Regions from separate parts of the Mus musculus genome. Here regions 1 and 2 are each linked to region 3. Evidence: chromatin contacts called from public Micro-C and promoter capture Hi-C data. All regions are on one chromosome and are shown on one strand. The core of a region is the stretch at or near the end of the contact, and the rest is flanking DNA. Distances in the headings are between cores, read along the strand shown.

Region 1 (2,994 bases), core at 105-2,604, 550 kb before region 3:
TAATAGGCTGTCCACCTGTCTAATCCACTTGTCTTTTACTCTGGAGTTCAGGAATTAAAGGTAATTGCCACGATACCTGCCTGCTATGTATATTTGCACAGTTAAAACAACAACAAAAATAGTCATCCAAAACTCATAGCTAATTGGAGCTAGAGAGATGGCTCAATGGTTAAAAGCAACACACATACACACACATACATGGCAGGTGGCGGGCTGGAGAGATGCTTCCGTGGTTAAGAGCACTGATTGTTTTTCCAGAGGTCCTGAGTTCAATTCCCAGAAACCACATGGTGGCTCACAACCATCTGTAATGAGATCTGATACCCTCTTCTGGTGTGTCTGAAGACAGCTACAGTATATATAATAAATTTAAAAGGCTAGGAATGGTAATATATGCCTTTAATCTCAGCACATGGGAAAGTGAGGCAGATGGACTTCTATGAGTTCAAGACCAGGCAGGGCTACATAGTTAAGTTTGAGGATAGTCAAGATTACAAATTGAGAGCCAGTCTGGAAGGGGTGGTTGGGGGCAGGAGAACAACTTAAGTTGTGGCAAGAGGACTGCAAGCTTAAAGTTTGAAACTTTGAGACTAGTCTTGGCTACATAGCAAGATCCTACTCAACCCACTAACAAAAGTCACAGAGGGGGATGGGGGGGGGGGGGCCAGGCCAGTGAGGTGAGTTAGTGATATGGTACTTCCTGCCAAAGCCAGTAATCTGAGTTCCATCCTCAGAACCCACTCTGTAGGACAGAACTGACTCCCTAAAGTTGTCCTCTGACCTCCACACTCCACAAGAAGACTATGGACACACACATACATACATGTAAAATAGATAAATATATGTAAAAACCAATCGTGGCACCCTCTGGGCTGGGTTCTCTTGTTTTGCATCTCCCCCGTTCTGACTTTCCTGTTGTTGAGATCTCTCACCACTGTCTTGCAAGCTGTCCTTCACGCAGCTACTCAGTTCCTCCTGTGTGTAACCAGCTCTCTTCAACCGCGTCCTTGGCACTTCCCCTTCTCGGCCCAACTGGCTGATCGAGATATTTTCCCAAACAAAACCTGTTCTCACCCCGCTAAGCACATTGCAGACTTGCCATCTGGTGTCTATGTGGGTCTCCTGAGAAACAGATGAGTGGGCAGCCACAGCTGAGATGCAGATCGTCTCTCTACCAGCTGCCAGGCTGAGAGGAGACCCACGGCCTCAGGGGTGGGGGCCGGGGCGGGGGGCCGGCTGGGGAAAAAGTGCATAAGGCAGCCCCTGGAACGCAGTCCCATCTCTCTATAGTGGGCCAGACCTCAGAAGGGCGGGGCTGAAGGAGGAAACAGAGAGACTTAGGTAAAGTGACCAGTAAGTTCAGATAAGAAAGGATTCAGTCTGATCAGAAAGATGCTTGAGGCGCAGAGTCCTGGAGCCAGACAGAGCCGAGTGGGGTGTGGTGAGAAATGGGAGAAGAGACAGCAGGAAAATCCCACCTTTTTTAGAAATGCTAAGCTTTTGAGGCAGGGTGCATCTGGAGCGGTTTCGGGGAGGAAGTTAAAAAGAAGAACCAGAGGACAAGAACACACGCCAAGCCTGGAAGGGAAACAGATGCCTTGCAGGGATCCCTCTCCAAAGCAGAGGCAAGAAAAGGGAGGGCAGGAGTGTTTCCAGTGAAACCCGCCACCTGAGGAGCGCTCACCAGGCCAGGCAGGAATGCTGGCAAGAGCTGACAGGTATACCTGCTTGAGACAGGCCAGACATTGTCCCGATGCTGCGGCCCACAAAACACAACGCGCAAGACTCACTGTGATGTTAAATTGTCTACTAGGACATTTGAAAGGGTGAAAGAGGGGTATGGGGTGGCATGGGTCTGCCTTCCCAGCATTCCAGAGGGTGAGGCAAGAGGAAGATCAGAGATCCGCCTGCTTCTGCCTCCCAAGTGCTGGGATTAAAGGTGCTCATCACTTCACTGGCCCAGTTTTTTTTTTTTTTTTTTTTTTTTTTTTTGGTTTTTCGAGACAGGGTTTCTCTGTCTAGCCCTGGCTGTCCTGGAACTCACTCTGTAGACCAGGCTGGCCTCAAACTCAGAGATCCGCCTGCCTCTGTCCCAGATTATTGTTTTAATTATTGAGACAAGGCCTCACTGTATAGCCTTAGCTTGTCTGGAGCTTTCTATGGACACCAGGTTGGCCTCAGACGTACAGAGGTTCACCCTTGCTTCTGCCTCCTGAGTGCGGGGATTAAAGGCGTGCATCGTGCACACACACAGCTATTGTTTTATTTTGAGACAGGAATTTCGTGTACTCCAGGCTATCCTCAAACTCCCTGAGTTGGGAAGGATGGTATTGAACTTTTGATCCTTCTGCCTCCACCTCCCAACTGCTGGGACTCCAATCGAGGGTGACCACACCCAGTTTTCAGAATACTGGAGATGGAATCCAGCACACTGCACATGCTAGACAACCACTCTCCTCCCTGGGCTACATTCCCAGTCCTACACTGCCATCTGGGAGGGGTGTTCTCTGTATTGCCCTGGCTGTCCTGGAGTCCAGGCTGGCCTCGAACTCAGAAATCTGCCTGCCTCTGCCTCCAAAGTGCTTCGATTAAAGGTGTGTACCACCACTGCCTGGTACAATCTTCTGTTTGAGGAGAGTATTTTAGCAAAGTGTGCTGGTATACATCTTTTAAGTAGTAGCATGTGAGAGAGCCTGAGGCAGAAAGATCTCTGAGTTCAAGGCTAGTCTACACACTGAGAACCTGTTCCAAAAGAAAAAAGAAGCTGGGCATGGTGGCACAAACCTTTAATCCCAGCACTCGGGAGGCAGAGGCAGGTGGATTTCTGAGTTCAAGGCCAGCTTGGTCTACAAAGTGAGTTCCAGGACAGCCAGAGCCACACAGAGAAACTGTCTCGAAAAATTAAAAAAAAAAAGAAAAGAAAAGAAAAGAAAGAAAGGAAAAGAAAAGAAAAGAAAAGAAAAGAAAAGAAAAGATAAAAGAAAAGTGCCCATG
Region 2 (2,791 bases), core at 31-2,530, 520 kb after region 3:
AAGAGCCTTAGACTTGTACGTGCATCTTGGCTAAAGGCAATTTCTCTAGGGATCCAGCTACCAGCTGAAAAAAAACAAAACAAAACAAAAAAAAACAAAACAAAAAATCTACCCTCTAAGACTGCTAGTTGAAAACACCACAGACTGGGTGGAATAACGGGTGTCAGTACAAAAACTTTTCCTGTTTTTCAAGACACCTTGGAGGAGCCAGTCATATTTTTATAGGACAGCGTGCTTTAACTTGACAAAGGAGCCGCGTGCCAAAGGCCAGAAAAGAGAACCAGTTTCTAAAGCTGCTCCAGCCTTATCCGCTCCGGAAGCCGCCCTGTATCCTCCTTTGGTGGCGAAGATCGATGCTCAAGGACGTTGCAGCTGCCACAGGGACCAAGCACCTGTGTCTGTCACAGCAGGGACTTCAGCCCGGAGCACATCTCCGGGTCTTAACAGTAGCCAGTCCGCGGGCAGGAGTCTCAGCCACTCAGGGTCGCACCCGGGTGCGTGTAGGAAAGGTGTGGACTGAGGAAAGGAAGCTACGTCCCGGTCCCGCCAGGGTCCCGGTGGACCTAGAGAGCAAAGAAGGGCGGGAAGGCCCTCGAAGTGGCTGGCTCTGGGTATCAGATGCACACCCAGGGGCGTCGCCCTCCAGTTTCAGCTACCGAGAGGTTAAGAGACTCATCTGGAGTCACACAGCTAGCTATCTGGTAGCACTTGGGGGGCTGCAGTTCTGATCCCTGCTGGACGGACGCACAACTCTTCATTTGGTTCGGATCCTTGGGACTGTCGAACCTGGAATCGTCCTTTGGTTAAGAGGACCGGCTTTCCCTAACCAACTTCGAAATATTGCAGTCCCACAGGTCTGAGTGCAACCAGAGGCGTGACGTGCCAGGTCTTGGAGCAAGGGCTATCCCTGGTAATAACGCCTGGGACCTGGAGTGTAGTTCCCCATGGACTTCGGAACGCTTCGGACTGAGGTCCTTCCAACTGGTCTCTTAACGGACGATAGCTCCAAATCTCAAACACAGTGACCTGACAGTGAACGAACTCGGTAGCCCCTGAAGCAGAATGGCTCTGTATCCTTCAGCAAGTCCTTTCCTTTCTCCGGACGGGCTGGCTAGGTGCCCCTGCGGTCGCGGCCGCGCATGCTCTTGGACGGGCGGTACAGGGAGCGGGCGGCGGGCGCCCCAGCTGCTTTGCATTGACGCCAGCAGCCGCTGGAGGTCACCGCTGGGGGCTGGGCGCGGCGAGTTGCCCGCAAGACGCGGTCCGGAGCACGGAGCGGGAGTCTCGGATGCTCAACTCCTGGCTCGCGCAGCCGCCTCGGCGCTTCTCGACGGCGCGGCCCGACCGGAGTCGAGGCGCTCGCTCCGTCAGCGAGCGGGTCCCCAGCTCGGAGTGCGGGCGCCGAGGGCTGGGCTCCCCTACGGTAGCCCGACTAGGGGCGCTCACCCAGCCGTCCGCCGGGCCGAGGAGAGGCACCGCCAGGCGAGCGAGCGCCCGTTTCCTCGAGAGTCAGACGAGGCGAGGGCGGCGGTGCAAACGCGGCGCGGGCTCGCGGCTCCCGGTGGCGAGAGCGCAAATCTCCACCCCCGACATTTCCCCGGAAGCGCGGCGGCTGCGGCGCGCGCGGCGATGTGAGGGAGACAGCGGCGGCTCCCGCCTCAGGAAGGGCATGTTCGGAGGGGCGTCCGCGGCGCGCCTCTCGCCCCAGCGCCCCCTCCCCACGGCCGCCGCGCCCGCAGCGCAATAAAAGGGGCGGCCGCGCTTCCTGACGCGAGACCCGCGCTTGCCGCCGCCGCCCACCCGCCTGCCCGCCCGCCCGCTCAGGCCGCGATGACACGGCGCCCGCGGCGGCCCCGAGGCGCCGGGCGGGCCGTTTGCTGACCGGATCGCGGCTGCCCGCCAGCGAGTCCGCGGTGCCGCCGCCGCCAGTATGGGCTGCGCCCCGAGCATCCACACTTCCGAAAACCGAACGTTTAGCCACAGCGACGGCGAGGACGAGGACGTGGACGTGGACGTCCCGGGCCCCGCGCCGAGATCTATTCAGCGATGGTCGACCGCGCCCGGGCTCGTGGAGCCTCAGCCTCGGGATAACGGCGCCTCGAAGGTGAGCCGCACTGGGAGGGCGGGGAAACAAACGCGGGGCACTGGGGGCCCTCTAGGCAGCCGCCCTGGCGTTGACCGACGCCAGCCGCCCGCGTTTGCGGGCTGTCGCGGACCGAGGCTTAACAGGGCTATGACGCGGCGCCGCGGGATCCGCCGTGTCCGTTCCTTCCCGGCCGGGGTCGGACGCGGCGAGTCAGTTTTCTCCCAGCGGGGTGGGTGGGGGACCCGGGATATCCCCGGCACGTTCCTGACATGGTAAACCAGAGTGCACTTTGCTCTGGCATTCCCAGAGTAGAAAGGCAAGGGTTGTCCGCACTGGGAAGGGTCTTAGATGCCACCAGTTCCCCCCCCCCCTCACCCCCTGCCTAGCTTATCCCAACCTCTGTCCTCTCATTGCACAAGCAGTTTCACTTTTCCACTTTTTTGGGGGCCATTGAAATGTAACCTGGAACATAGGTTTGGCTTCACTGCACGCTTTATCTGAAGTTCAGGTTTGTTAGCATACGTGTGGTATTTAAAGCCTGTGTAATTAGAAAATACTACTGGAGACGTGACCGTGACCCTCGAAGGATTCAGCAGGGCGAAGTTAATTTTGTATGGAGGCAGTCTGCCTGGGACTTGCAGGGTTTTCTGTTTTGTTGTTTGTTGCGTGGCTTCTCCAGCGCCTTTTGCCTCAGCTTTTATCAAA
Region 3 (2,971 bases), core at 171-2,670:
GGGGCTGTAACAGTGAGCCGTGTAAAGTGTATTATAGCAAGAAAGAGTTCACACTCCACTTGAGGGAAGTAACACTCAAGATTGTTTCCAAGTCTCTTAATTTTAAAGTAAGTCCGTTTAGTTTATGCTATACATTTATGTTAGTTTAGTTTATGTTAAATTTATGTTAAAAGAAAAAACTCCCAATTTAAACCCTAGCAACAGATTTTAGTTTTCTTGTTTTTGTTTTTCAATCCCAAACACTATGGTGGCCAAAATAGAATACGCTTGCACCTTGGGAAGCAGGGAAACAACCAGCTTGCAATCTGCTCACACGTCTGCTTCCAGCTGTCCACCCCCAGCATCTTCCTAGCCTCCCCCATCTGACAATGTGCCTTCAAGGCCAGCACTCAGAATCCTCAAGGCTGCCCACTCACGTTGACCCTCTGCAGTCTACACAGACACTCCTGCCGTCTCCATCCCCTGCCGTCCGCTCCAGTTGTCTAGCCTCCCAGGTGTTTGTTCCGACTCGCTCTTACTCATTCCTCTGGGTCCCTCCGCAGTCACCATCTGCGCTAGGCACCCTGTCAGTTCTCACTAAATATCTGATGCTGAGCAAATGCACCGGACCACGGAAAGCACCTCCAAGAGGCGAAGGAGGGAAAGCCACGGAATCTCAACGTGGTACCAAGGCCCCCTGCCACTCAGGGGCCAGCCGTCGATTCGCTTGTGCGTGCACCAAGTCTTCCCCTCGGGGAGGATGTGCGACCCTCCGGCCCCCGAGGCCTTCTACGCCGACAGTCAAGGGCTCGCTGGCCGTGGGTGTCCACGGAGAAGCCGCACCGCCCGAACCAGGCGTGCCTCGGTCCGGCCTCTGAGCTGCAGCTGCGTGCGATTTCCTCTCGGGGTCATCCTCCCGCTTAGGCCGCCCGGCCCCGCTGCCCGCCTCCCCGGGCTCGGCCGTTTCCAGCTCAACGCACCGAGGCCCGTCCACCGAGATAGCAAGCCGCATTCGGTGTCGCCAGGCCGGCCAGAGCCGAGGCCGCGGCCGCCCCGGCCCCACTCCCCACCCGCGGCCCCCGCCCGGCTCCGCCGCCGCCGCCTCGGCCCGGCGACCTCTTCCCCGCCGCGCGGACCCGCCCGCACCGCTCGCGCCGGCCCCGGAGCTCACCCGGGACAGGGTGAGGTCGGTCATGAGCTGCTCGAAGGCCCGCGTCTCCTCGGCCTGCCGCTGCGTGTGCAGGGCGATCTTCTCACTGAACTTCCGCGGGTTGGCGCTGCCCGAACCGGGCGAGGCGGCCATGGCGCGCGCCCGGCGCTAGCGGGCTAGGCACACGGCAGGCGCGGGGTTCCGCTGCTCGGCCCACCCGGTCTGTCCGCAGGCCGCCCAAGCCGCCGCCCGAAACCTGTCCTCCGGCGCGACCCGGCAGAGGAGCCGCCGCGGCCCCAGAGCCAGCGAGCGGCCGGGAGCGCGCCGAGGTCCGCCCCCGCGCGGCGGCTCCGCCCTCGGCGCGGCCCGCCCGGCCTCCGGGCCCCGAAGCCCGGCCTCCCAGCCGGGGAGCTCGACCTCCGGCGAGCCGACCGAGGGCTGAGCCCACGGTCCCCAGCCTGCTTCGGGACTTCTCACACCTATATCACGTCTGTAAAGTTAAGCTGCACCAATGTGTGAGAGCCGCTGGGTACCACTGCCCAGTGTGGATGTGTACATATGTATATGTGCATGCAGGCACCCACGGAGATCACACTAATCTAGGAACCAAACACGGGTCTTTGCCTCTGTAAGAGCTGTTTGTACTCTTAACTGAGCCATCTCTCCCATCCGTTCAACTTCGCTGGTAAAACAGCAAGTGGCCTCGTCAGGCTTCCCCCTTTTTAGCCCAGAAGCTGCTTCCAACATAATTGTACACCAAGATGTCCTGGAGAGTGTTGAGCATGACTGTGTTCTGTGAATTAGGACGTATTAGCGACATGAGGAGAAATACGGAAAATAACAACAACGCCCACGCACCTCATGATTAAACCATCAAAACATTTTTGCAGAGCCTGGGGACGGTGTTCAGCTGTAGAGCGCTTGTGTGACAAGCCCTAGGCCTTGGGTTTGATTCCAACACTGCAAATAAAATTTAAAAGGCATTTTGGGGCCAGCTAAATGACTCATGTGGAAGGAGATAACTGACTCCTGAGACTTGTCCTTTGGCCTCCACACTCAGGCTGTAGCAAGCACATACCTAGACACACATACACAATAAGACTTTTTAAAAATCGTTTTGCTTCATATGCTTGGAGTTTATTTAAAAAAAAAAAAAAAAGAACCCCACCTCATTCTTTGTCTCCATAAAAAGTAACTATGTTGGTAGTGATGTCTAACACTACTGTTCATTTTTTCAAAATTAACATATACTTATTATTCTGTTCTTCCTTTTATTGTGTATGATTTATTAATCCAGTTACTCTATGTGGGATAGGAAGTTTTATGTTTAAAATTTATACAAAAATGAGGCTGGGCATTATGGCAAGTGCCTGTAATCCTAGCAGTCAGGAGTTAGAGGCAGCAGGATCAGTAGTTCAAGGTCCTCCTTGGCTACATAATGAGAAGAAAGCCAGTCCAGACTGTATGATGACCTTGTCTCAAAAACAAAACCAAAAAGAATTTATAGACATGATGTGCAACTTTTGTATTTCCTGCAACTGTTTTTATATGTGTTGGTTTTTTACATTCATTCATTATTCATTTTGTGTGTGTGTGTGTGTGTGTGTGTGTGTACTCACATCCGCCAATAACTCAGGTTGGTGGCAGGCACATTTACCGACTTAGGGAGCTCACTAGTCCCTAGATTGTTTTGTTATAATTAGGCTTATGTGTCTGTTGTATTGTCCTACCCACCATGCTTTTTTTTCTTATTTTATATTTCTTGATTTTTATATGTATGTGTGTATGCTTGCATGCAATTATGTGCAGCATCTATGTATAGGGATCCTTGGTAGCCAGAAG

The links. Promoter capture Hi-C pulls out the DNA fragments that hold promoters and counts their contacts. Hi-C and Micro-C count contacts between places; a contact is called where the count stands out from the background.
Region 1: a promoter capture Hi-C map of neutrophils shows a contact between it and region 3, with 9 times the contacts expected there. The contact joins the enhancer-like site here to the promoter of Crtc3 in region 3. A contact is called at or near these places in 5 of 39 promoter capture datasets (hippocampal neurons, liver, neutrophils and 1 more), 1 of 484 Hi-C or Micro-C datasets (cerebral cortex), 2 of 115 datasets of contacts at active chromatin or transcription factors (acute myeloid leukemia and pancreatic cancer cells) and 1 of 9 other capture datasets (liver).
Region 2: a Micro-C map of embryonic stem cells shows a contact between it and region 3, with 2.1 times the contacts expected there. The contact joins the promoter of Pde8a here to the promoter of Crtc3 in region 3. A contact is called at or near these places in 2 of 39 promoter capture datasets (the C10 cell line and liver), 1 of 484 Hi-C or Micro-C datasets (embryonic stem cells) and 3 of 115 datasets of contacts at active chromatin or transcription factors (acute myeloid leukemia, bone marrow-derived macrophages and thymic regulatory T cells).

The regions. Positions count from the first base shown.
Region 1 is chr7:80,142,522-80,145,515 of GRCm38.p6, forward strand. No RefSeq gene overlaps it. Among named protein-coding and RNA genes, the nearest start is that of Gm45202, 11 kb to the right of the region's middle. Within about 2 kb of position 1,355, at least 140 of the 459 cell types and tissues checked have an H3K27ac peak or open chromatin away from gene starts, as enhancers often do. A contact at or near this core is called in acute myeloid leukemia, cerebral cortex and neutrophils, where this site is marked.
Region 2 is chr7:81,211,985-81,214,775 of GRCm38.p6, forward strand. It overlaps Pde8a (phosphodiesterase 8A), which reads left to right and starts at 1,281. Exons shown (of 22, transcript NM_008803.3): 1 at 1,281-2,104. The coding sequence starts at 1,931.
Region 3 is chr7:80,687,457-80,690,427 of GRCm38.p6, forward strand. Crtc3 (CREB regulated transcription coactivator 3) reads right to left here and starts at 1,421. Exons shown (of 15, transcript NM_173863.2): 1 at 1,151-1,421. The coding sequence starts at 1,282.